Regions from separate parts of the Mus musculus genome. Here region 2 is linked to region 1. A link is a contact called in public Hi-C data. All regions are on one chromosome and are shown on one strand. The core of a region is the stretch at or near the end of the contact, and the rest is flanking DNA. Distances in the headings are between cores, read along the strand shown. Region 1 holds the start of Myhas (myosin heavy chain gene antisense RNA). Region 2 has its middle 110 kb from the start of Gm40029.

What was found. A called contact is a pair of places that touch in the nucleus more often than the background predicts.
Region 2: a contact with region 1 is called in a Hi-C map of cerebral cortex, with 3 times the contacts expected there. The contact joins the enhancer-like site here to the promoter of Myhas in region 1. A contact is called at or near these places in 4 of 39 promoter capture datasets (the 3T3-L1 cell line, 3T3-L1-derived adipocytes, hippocampal neurons and 1 more) and 1 of 484 Hi-C or Micro-C datasets (cerebral cortex).

What each region holds. Positions count from the first base shown.
Region 1 is chr11:67,234,943-67,240,385 of GRCm38.p6, forward strand. It overlaps Myhas (myosin heavy chain gene antisense RNA), which reads right to left and starts at 2,339. Exons shown (of 2, transcript NR_146138.1): 1 at 2,075-2,339. It overlaps Myh4 (myosin, heavy polypeptide 4, skeletal muscle), which reads left to right and starts at 2,870. Exons shown (of 40, transcript NM_010855.3): 1 at 2,870-2,891; 2 at 3,089-3,137.
Region 2 is chr11:67,454,389-67,460,201 of GRCm38.p6, forward strand. It overlaps a transcript of Gas7 not described here. Among named protein-coding and RNA genes, the nearest start is that of Gm40029, 110 kb to the left of the region's middle. Within about 2 kb of position 1,758, at least 22 of the 459 cell types and tissues checked have an H3K27ac peak or open chromatin away from gene starts, as enhancers often do. A contact at or near this core is called in cerebral cortex, where this site is marked.

The sequences.
Region 1 (5,443 bases), core at 1,089-3,588:
GGAGGAGGAGGAGGAGGAGGAGGGGGAGGAGGAGGAGGAGGAGGAGGAGGAGGAGGAAAGGTGTAGACAGGTATGGAAGGAAAGAAGTGCGTGAGTAAAACTCCTGCACATGTTGGGGCCAGGGCTGACTATGTCACCAAGACAGAATTTTCCCATTTATATTCAGCAACATAAGAACACAAGTCTTGACATAGTTCTGACTTTTAGGTTCATATATTTTCCATAGTTCTGTGTGTTGTATCTTGGTTTTAGCTTATTTATAGCTTCCTGGTTTTGGAAATGTCAACTTCTGGTGGGTAAGTATGTGCAAGAGGATGTTGTAGCAATACATGAAGCTGAGTTAGGGGGACGGGGGAAAAAGAAAGTTGGGGAAGCGTTCATCAAAACAAAGTGTGTAGGAAGAAGATATATGTCCACCTATGAGCTTACAACTCAGAATAGAAAATGTGGAAGGAGAATACACCTGATATGGCGGACCAAGGAAAGGGGAAGAAGACTGAAAGTGAAGGCAGGACACCACTGGAGAAAGTTTGTAGACCACAATTAATGGCTGGCATAGAAATGAATCCGTAACTTTTCCCAGTAGTGATGTTGTGGGAGTCTCAGGGTAATTTAATAGAAAACAAATACCAATTGGACTTGCTGAGTTTTAAGATGTTTTATTGATGTGCTGTCATGGCTGGACACCACAAAAACCAGGCTATGAATATCTCAGTCAAGGTTTCAACTGTGTTACAAAATGTATATCAAAACCTGAAAAACCTGTCTACTGGACATTCCCTAAGCACCTACAATCTTTTACAAATACTTTAACTTTCTGGGAGATTCAGGAGTCTGTGTGCAACTGTAACCTTGCATCCCTAAGAGAGGAATGTGTACCTCAGCGCCCCCTAGTGACATTGTTCTGTGCATTTTATAAAGACATGTGCAGCATTGAGACTATATCCCAACTCACACATGGTGATATAACTTAACACAATGACTTACAACACACAATTAACTTTTATGACCATGTAAGGTTTAAACGGTGTTAAATTTTTCCCAGATGTGTTTGCAATAGATAAGAAAATATATACAAACTCTCAGAATCCTGTATTTCCTCATCTGTGAGGATCATAGGGGGAATGCCAGCAAGAAGTGTTTATTGGACTGCTGAATAGCGCATCCAAAATACACCCTGCTTTGGAATAAGGCGGGCCTTCCCACATGTATGTAGTCATAAAGTACCAGGAGAGTACAAGAGAGCTCAGATTCCTTTCCTGTGTCCTCTATTTAGACATCCCTTGGACAAGCAAGCCCAGAGGAATGGTGTTCGCCCTCTATCAAGGTCACTTCTCTTCTCTTCCTGCCCATGATCCATGGTATTTTCTGATGTTTATTATTGTGGTCCCTGCTGGTTGGCACTATTGTGTCATTGTAGTGTCTCTGGGGTTCTCAAGATTGTAACTGATTAACGGTCTGATGATGAGGTCCGTAGTCAGTCTCTTTTAGCTACTAATGCACAAGTGAGCTCTCTGCCTCATTCAAACTTTCTTCTTTCATCTCTCAGATCTAGATGCTTTAAATAAATAATTATTACGCCTATAATAGTGATAGCTTGTAAAAGGGGTGACAAAATGAGTTGTGAAAATCTTAGAGGGTCAGAACACTTTTCTTTCCGGCTTTGAGCCTAACACTTGGGGTAAATCACTCACTCAGTGTGGGTGGCTGCCATGGAGGGTAACCTATTGTGTAGCATTACATGCAATGACAATTTAAAAGTATAAAAGATTTTACCTGCCAGCCTGTGAAAGACAAGTTCACCTGATAGAATTATAAAGCAACCATCTACTGAATTTAGCAATTTAAGTCAGGAGAACAGTGGTTGAAAATATCAGGCCAGATCACAGGGACAGTTAGAGTAGATTTCCTGTCATATTCAGCAACAGCTGTGCCTGTATCAAGTTAGTCAAATCCAACTCGGCCTTTCAAGGGCACCGTGGAGGCCGATCCACCCACCTTCTCTGTCCATGGGGAGAGTTTTGTGGACAGCATGCCTTTCCTCCCACCTTAAGTAAAAGTGTGTAGCACCCACCTCATTGGCGTCACCGCTAGCCTTGAGCCTTTGCCTGTACCCTAGGAAATCTTGTCTGTATCTCCTTCCGTGATGCAGCAGAAACACTCATGGGTATCACACAGCAGTCTGTTGCCCCTGCAGTGCACGAGGGAGACGTCTATGACAAACCCTCCAGAAACGGGCCAGACAAGTTCATCTCTGTCCTGACTCCCTCTCCTCTTACTACCAACCCCTTCCACTGCCTAATCTGAGAATTCACTTTCTTCCTCATGGTTAGACCTTCAGACTTTAGAAGAATCTATCACCAGTCTTTCTAAAACTCCAGCCCTTGCCTAAGAATTTTTATCTTAATATCTGTCACTCGGTGCTTCCAGTCACAGTGTCAGATCTAAAGTTCACTCCAGACTCCGTAATGGCTCTAAGCACTAGCAGATTAATTAGTCCCACTCGCCCCACACCGGGCTCGTTCCTGTGGAAACAGCTTTATAGGCACGAGAGTGAGTAGGGACCTGGCTTTGAATTCTGTGATGAATGATACAACACCCAAGCCGGGAGAAACAGCCTCCAAAAACCCTGGATCTCCATTCCCTATCAGATGCTTATAAAGAACCCTAGATCATCCCCTGTCAAATTATTTATAGATGACAAGAAATATTTCTAATTATATCCATTCACAGCCACAGTCAGTGAATATTGTGTAAAGAGATTGCCAAAAATGGTTTTGCCAAGTAGGTCCGCAGCTAGGACAGCTGAGGTGGCTGCTGTGTTTGCAGAACAGCCTCTATAAAAGTGAAGCTGGGGTGCCTCTGTCCTGTCCTTCCTCAAACCCTTAAAGGTAGGTATGTGTAGCAGAGCACTTGGCTAGCTGTGCACTCCTGATGGGAGCGGGTGCTCATGTGAGGGAGATGACTGTTCCTTCCCAAACTCTAAGTAATGTCGGCATCCCTGAGAGAGGCATTGCACACAATATAGCTCTAGGACTTTGTCATATAATGGGGGGAAATACCCAGCATCTCTTTTTTCTTTCAACAGTACTTGTCTGACTCAAGCCTGCCTCCTTCTTCATCTGGTAACACAAGAGGTAAGAGAAATTTATTATTACCTTCCAGAGAACAAAGGGCTCTCGCTATTGTTAAGTTTTAATGAGTAACTGTTTTATTTTCTACCTTATTATTGGGCATAGGAGCAACTGGTCTTCATAAGTAGCTTCTCATGAAACTTTGCCTTTTATTTTATTTTATTTTTTTATCTTTTTTTTAAACTTTGCCCTTTAAAGCCAAACAAATCTTTATGCAATTAATTTAATCAAACAAAACTTTATGCAATTCCTCTTTTGCATTTTGTTGGGAGAAGGCAACCCTCATGTATATTTAATATATGTAGAAAAAAAAACAACGTTGCACCAGAAGTCAAAATTCCTGGGTGCCAACCTAGGCTTTTCACCAATTCAACTCCTTGGGTCACGCCAGCTAGCTTTTACGTGTCTTCAAACATGTGTGTTGCAAGAGCATTAACACTAGACGTGGACTTAGACAGCCGGGCTCATAGCTCGTCACTGCCTTTTACCACCTCGGTGACCCTGAATGACCCTTTACCTTGCTGAACCTTAGTTTCCTCATCAGTAAAATCAGAAGGGCAGATTCAAGTCGGCTGCTAATGTCCCTCTGGCTCTTGTTGTCTAAGATCTAAGTCAGTGGTTGCCAACGACTCTTCCATCAATCAAAACGCTCAGTGGGTCTCCTGTCTTCTGCATGAGGAGATGTACATGAAGAACATATAAATGAAGAAAACTTGCTATGTATTTAAGCAAGTTCATAGTCAATATATTAGGTAATATCAATGTAGAAAAAGTAGCAAATCTATTGCTTCCAAGGGAATAAATGTTGCTTGTTGACACTGGAGGTGATACCACTGTGTGAATAGAGCCCAACACCACACAACAAAGTCCCTTGAAGGCGAGTGGCCTAAAGGTGACAAAGGACTGCTGAGGCAAGAGCAGAGAGTTAGTGTCCTTCCTGTGCCCCAGGATCTACTGCATAACAGCAATCACTAAGGCAGAGTAATCGATTCAAAAGTGCTTCACTTAAAACCCCACAAACAAGGTCATGGAATAGTGTTTGAAGGGAAAATGCTAACACCAATGTTTCAATATCTGTCCCTTGAAAACAGTTCTCAATTTCCACATCTCCCCATAAGACATTTGTTGATTCTAAGCTACAGCATGGGGAAATTTTTGTATCTATTTTGAGAAGAGATGCACTGATTCTAACAGTAGACTGAGATGTTTTATGGAAAGTCTATGAAAGATTAGAGCCTTTGTCATCACCATCAGTCACTAGCACCTGCATGCTCTTCCGGACTGCTCCTCTTCCACTCCAGAGGTCACCAGCTCTTACTCCGGCCAGAGAGGGAGTTATTTTATCTGACCAGGATTTGTCAGTTGGAAAAAAAAAGTTGTGAATTGGTTTCAGTTTGAAACCTCATAGTGGCTATCAGTTTCAGGAGAGAAATTAGAAAGGTGATGTTTTCAAAGAGAGAGGGTAAGAGAGAGGGAGGCCATAAGCCTGACGCAGTAAGGACCGGGCAGAAACAAGGGGTTGGGGGAGGCTGAAACAAGGGGTTGGGGGAGGCTGAAGCCAGTATAAACTGGCAAAGACAGACTTTGATAGGGGACCACTGGGCAGTCTCATTAAAATGTAGATGCTTTTTTTCCTTAAGTAATTCTTCAGCGTTATTTGTGCTCAAGTAAGAGTGACAACTTATGCATAGTTTAGAAACTGACAGGAGGGACTTGGTTTTGACCTGGAACAAAATCATTTTTCATTAATTTACAGTTTTCCTTATACTAATATTTTATTACTATCCATTGTGCTTATTTTTTTCCTTTATTTACTTAATTTTTGTTAGTTAACTACAAGTTTTTGTGCATAAAATATTCAACCTGAATTTAGATTTTTTTTCTTACATAAAAACTTAAGGATTTTGGCATTCAATTTTAACAGTTGTGGCAAGGGAAATGGCTATTTTTTTTTTTTTTAGACAGTATTTCTTTATTATGTAGCTCTGGCTTTCCTGGAACTATGAAGGCTGGGCTCGTCTCAAACTCATAGAGATCTGCCTGCCTCTGTCTCCCAAGTGCTGGAATTGAAAGTGTGTACCATCACACCAAGCAATATTTAAGTTTTAAAAAATAAGTTTATTAAGATGAAACAGAAACAGAAACGTTATTTTCTATGTCTTTCTATCATCACAATGACAAACAAACAAACACATGGAACAGATGGGCAGGGAAAGGAAAGAATACACAGAAACAACAACCTGTAGCCTGACAAGTGTCGTTGGATGGCTAGCATCCCCCTCCCAGCTCTCAAATGTGGTTTATAATAC
Region 2 (5,813 bases), core at 508-3,007, 220 kb after region 1:
GAGGTTAGGAAATGTACTTTAATTTTTAAGCTAGCAAAGAAAGGGGCCCTTTCCCTTATGTACTCTTGACATATGCTTCTTCAGCACCTGAAGTCCACGAATGTCTCAAGGGCAGGGAACTTGCAAGCCCCTGCTAATGTCTGCTAATGTCTGGTGGCTGACTAAATTGGTGGATACACCTCAGCAGACCCATTTTGAATTCAGGAGGGCTAGACCATGACATCCCCAGTTCCCCAACCATTTCCTGAGAAGCCAAACGGGCTCTTTCTCTCGCCTTTATTTAACCTTTCCACTATTTAGCCCCATCGGCCTGATTCCAAAACCCATCAACCCAGATGACTTACATCCTCATCTCCCCACCATGTCCTCCTCTGATATGACACACTGTCACTGGGCTTCCCGGCTTCGGCGCCAGGCTTCAAACCTGTCTTTATCCATTGTTCAGTTTCCTGTGAGTCAAGTTCAGCCAGGCTTCATGCACTACAATGATGGTCACAAACACAATCCCTTGCAGACACCTGGGAGGCAGCGCCGCCTGTCACCCACCACCAGAGCTAAACTGAAGGAACCGAGGGGCGTTCCCATTCCAGCAGCTCTGGGTGGCGGGGTCGCCCGGGAGTCCCTCTGCCGGGGAGCGCCCGGCCCTCCGCGGGCGTGGCCGGTCTGGCCCGGCCCCTGGCCCGCCCTGGTCGCCTCGAGAGAGTCCCCGCCCGGCCACGGGCCGCCAACCGCGCTCTCTCCGTGTCTTCCCGGGCTCCGCTTGCACCGGACGAGCCCCACAGAGGGGGATGCTACGCGCACCACCTCCCGGGGCAGTTGCACCTCTCTGCTCACTCCGGCGTCCCCAGCCGCGACACCCCGGGGAAGTTGTCTCGTGAGCCCGCCGCCCCCGGGTCTCCTCCTCCTGAGCCCCGCCCCCCGCCCAGCGCGGGGGACCGCACAGCCGCCCGGCCCGGGGGCGTCGCCGCTCGCTCTCCGGAGCCGGTGGAGCCCACGAAGCCAGCTCTGCTGGCGAGCGTCCGCTTCCCTGCAAGCAGCGCGCGTGGCTCGGCGGCCCGGAGACCCCTGCGCAACCCCGCCACGGCGCGCGCCCAAAGCGCGGGAGCCCGGAGCACCGGGCGCCTGGGACCCCGCGCAGCCGCTGGCCAGCCCGCGGGGCTCGGCAGGGATGCGGGCTGTGCTGTGAGACCGGGCGCCAGGGCCATGGCCGGCGCCCGCTGCCGGACCCTGTACCCCTTCTCCGGGGAGCGGCACAGCCAGGGGCTGCGCTTCTCTGCGGGCGAGCTGCTCACGCTGCTCCAGGTCCCGGACGGCGGCTGGTGGGAAGGCGAAAAGGACGACGGGCTCCGTGGCTGGTTCCCCGCCAGCTACGTGCAACTACTAGAGGTGAGAGGCCAGGGCCGGGGTCGGGGACCAGCTACCCTCCAGACAACCCGGCTTTGGGGGACGAAGGGTGCGGGGGAGGGGCTGGGGCGTGGACAGCGTTCTCCTCCTACCCGGCCTCCTGAGCACGTCGTGGCCTCTGTGGGGAAGCGAGAACTTGTTGCCTGTGCGAGTTCTGGAGCAAGCGGGCGCTCTGCCGCGGAAGACAGGGGCCACCAAGGGACTGCCGAGCCAGGTGGTCTTGGCAAGGCGAGAGGGTGATGGGGGTTTGGAAAGGTGGCCCCACAATTCCGCCTCTCTGGTAGACTAGCGGTCAGTCATGCTGACCAGGGACAGGTCGCCTGGCTGCCTCCAGGCGCCCACTTGCCGGACTGCTGAGAAGCACCAGTTAGCAATGAGCTGGAGCAGAGCAGCAGGCTAGACCCGTGGATACAGCTGGACCCTAGGTAGCCTCCCATCCTCTAGGATCAGTACCCTAAAGTGCCTTGTTCTTGGGGATCTGGCTTGGTCCCAAGGCTTCATAGGACTGCTGAGCCAAGTCAGCTGGCTGTTTATTGTCTGGGTGACAATTGCGAGGCCTCTTTGGCCTCTAATCACTGAGCTCATGGTCACAGTCTGAGTGAAAGCCCAAGTTTCTAAAGTCCTGTGTGTATGTGTGTGTGTGGTGTATGGTGGGGTGGGGTAGTATTTTTCAGTCTTTACTGACAGGCTGCTGACCCCAGGATTGTCATAAATGCTAAACTAGTCCTCACCATCAGTAATGTGTGTATTCTTAGGTTTTGGTAAAACCCAGCCTAAATAAGGGACCAAATTTATTTTTTACTGGGATCTATTTAAGAAGAGAGTAGCAAATTTTGAATGAAAATGTTACATGCAACTCTGGCCCACGGTGAGGTGGAGAGATGGTTGTACAGTGGGCAGGCCTGACAAGTGTCCAGTGGCAGCAGCATCAAATGTCTGTGCAGCCTTCGGAAACACATGATGCTTCTCTCTGGTCCAAGAAACAAACTTGCTCTAAATGGACCAAGGCACTCCTCAAAATGGACTTGGTAGTATTTCTAGGGGAAAGGCTGGGATGAGCTTCCTGGGGTCTTAGCAGAGGTGTCTCTGGAAGCTCATGGTGTGCTCTGAGAACCTGTGTCAGCAGGAGAGGCTCGGGCTTGGTTCTCTGCTTTTCCAAGTTCCATCTCTGAGAGCTACATTAAAAACAAAATTAATGGAAGTATCCTTTGACAGGGAAATCTTGAGTCTCCTGGCAAAAAGCTCTCTGAAATGCATGTGTGAGTTCTTTTGGTAGCCACATTTCCCCAGGAAATACTGATGTGGAAATTTGCCTGGTGATTGTCTGTCTAGGGAGGAGTGTCCCTGACTGGATTCAGCCAGCTGTTTTGGGTGGGGATTCCTAAGAACAGAGTGCCCCTGCTTTTCAATGGAGCATGAACAGACCCAGAAGACAGCAGAACTATCCTCTGTGTTGGCCTGGGTGTGCTTGTGGCATCCGTTAGCACTTATGGAGCTAAGAAGTCCCTGGTACCTAAGGACTTTTCAGACACCTCCAGTCTATTAATAGCACCTCAGTGCTACCAGGAGGACCCTCCAGTTGTACCTACACAAGCCATGTGGACTGTCATCAATTTCCTAACAGCTCTGTGAATGTCTAAGAGCTGTCCTCCATATAGGAAGCTTTATTCGACTTGAGCCGCAGTCTTGTAGCTAAGGCTAGCTTCAAATTTGCAGTCTTCTTGCCTCTGCTTCCAAGTGCTGGGATTCCAGGCTTGTGCCACAGTATCTGGCACTGTCCTCGGTTTTACAGACAAGAGAAGACACGACAGCATTCGAAAAGCATGTCTGTCACCTAAGGAGTCACGTTTGCCTGTTAGCCTAACAGCTCAGGTGGCTGAATAAATTCCTTGTGCATTTTGAACCCCAATCACCTGGACTAAGCTAAAGGAAGGGTCAAGAATGATGTATGTGGAGATGGCGGGCATTGCCCTCCAGTTGGTATATTGGTAACAGTATCCTTCATATGACCTGAAATTCTGGGGCCTAAGAGTCGATAGCTGTATCCTGGGACAGCCCGGACCACTCCTGCTGCCATCTCTGAAGTCTGAATCCACTCATAACCAGCTGATTTCCCTAAAGGTGAGGGCAAGGGTGGACCTGTCCCTGCTGCCCAAGTACTGACTAGGATTCTCTCAGCACCAACATAGAGGTTCGTGGATCCAGTTCTTGGTGGCTTGCAATCTCCCATGAGAATAAGCTGGACCACTAGGCAGAGGGCTGGGAAGGGACAGAGGACATGCTGTGGAGTCTCTTGGGGTGGGCTGAGTTTCATAGACAGGGAGGAAAGTTGAATAGCAGTGGGTAGCGTATGAAGTGTATGACTTCTGAGACTACAGAGTCTGGCAGCTGCTGGGAGGCAGAGGAGGGCCTGTGGACTCAGAAGCTGGTTCTGCTGTAGGGGTAGAAGTCTGAACAGAATGGACCTCATCAGCCTCCCTGGAAAGGGATGGGGTGACAGACAAGCAGCTGAAGAACTTGGTATTCCTCACAGTGTTCCTTTCGCCCTCTGGTGGAAAGAGGAATAAAAGGAAGTGTCTTAAAGGAGGATGTGAGATACTGACAAGAATTCGCAAAGTGGACTCTCTCTCTCTCTCTCTTCCTGGTTCTGACAAAGGATGGGAAGTTAGAGGCCAAACTTGGCAGGAAACACTATGGAGGGGAACTGGGAGCTGAACTCAGAAAGGACTACTAGATCTGCCTTGGAGATAGCCAGCTTCAAATGAGAGCAAGGATCAGGAGGACCTGGTCATTGGGGGCAATCTCTTTGGTCAAGACTCACGGGAACTGGAAAAATGATAGAGTGGGTATCTGGATGACGAAAGATGAACTCTAGAGGACCTAAGCCAGGACAGAGAGATAGAGGACCCAGGAACCCTGGCCCCAGGAGTCCTGGTTACTCAAGGTGTGGCCAACCCTTTAGAGGGCACTTAGTTTCCCCAAAGATATGAGGTCTAAGATAGTTGACTTCCCATTGCTGTGTCAAGGCACTGAATGATAGCATTTGCAAGTGGGAAAGATGTATTTTGAACCTGGGCTTAAAATTTTCAGTTTCTGGTCAGCTTTTAGTCCAATAAATTATGAGTATGTGGTAACAGAGAACGTCTCATAATGTCCAGGAAAGGAAGGGGATGGTGTTTTAATTCTACCACCCCCTACCAAGACCTACTCTCCAAGGGCTCCATCACTTTCTAGGAATTCCACAGGCTGGTTACTGAATCTTTAGCATATGGGAACCTTTCAGATTGCAACCATAACCAGACCTACCAGCCAATACCCAAAGCTGGCTTTGGTGTGCAAAGACCCTGGGATGAGAGCATCTAGAGAAGCCTTTCCTGATGTCACCTTCAGCCACATAGAAGGGGAGCAGCAGGGAACTCCACTGACATTGTCTGAGAGACATAATAGAAGAAGAATGGATGGATGGGGGAGATGGGGCCAAGCTGGAGACTAGAGAGTACATGTCAGACAAGCTCCAGGCTAGGCTCTGGATCACCTTATAGATTTGTGGACCTACACAATGGATGATTTCCACCAGCCCTCAAGGGTGTAGGCACAGCTCCAGGGGAAGAGAGATAGAGGTGGGAGGTGGGCTCTCTATCCCAAGGAAGACTTGTAGCGTCAGGTGTGGTTCCAGAGTAGGCACAAAGGCTGGTCAGGCCTAATAGACTCAGGGATTCTTTGTGGTCTGCTCTTTCTTTAGGTAGAAGTCAGGGACCTAAAGGGTGGTGTAAGATTTCAGTAGAAACACCCGGAATTCGGGGAGATAATTTTACAAGGGTGATAGGATTGGAATACAGACACGACAGAGCTCTCCTTTAGGTGGTGCTGAGGTCCACACAGGCAGGTTGTAGTCCTGAGAGACACTGCTCAAATCGTGTCCTCAGATGTCTGTGTTGAAAACCTAACACTCAAACACAGCAGTATCAGACGGTGTTAGGTTCTGAGGGTTCCACCCCCATGAATAGATTAATGCCAGTTATAAAGAGGCCTGAATGTCTATAGTTTGAGAGCTTGCCCTTCCTCTCTCTGCCTTTTATAATGGAGTGGTGCCATAAGAACTCAAAGATGCTGGCAGCCTCCAGAGCCATGAGAAATATATTCATTTGATAGAACACCCAACTTGTGGTATTCCCTTATAGCCATTCAAAATGGAGTCAGCCTCACACACAGACTTCATTAGTGCTTGTCCGTGGGACAAGGCGGGTGCAGAGGGTCGATCCTTGAACTCCATCTCCTCTCTTCTCCCTCTTTGCTCACCCGAGGATCATGTGATCACATGACAGGAGGTTATAAGGATTAGCTTATAGTAGGGATTGATGGACTGTGCTGAGGATAATGAAGAGATGGATTTTTCTATTGCTAGGTAA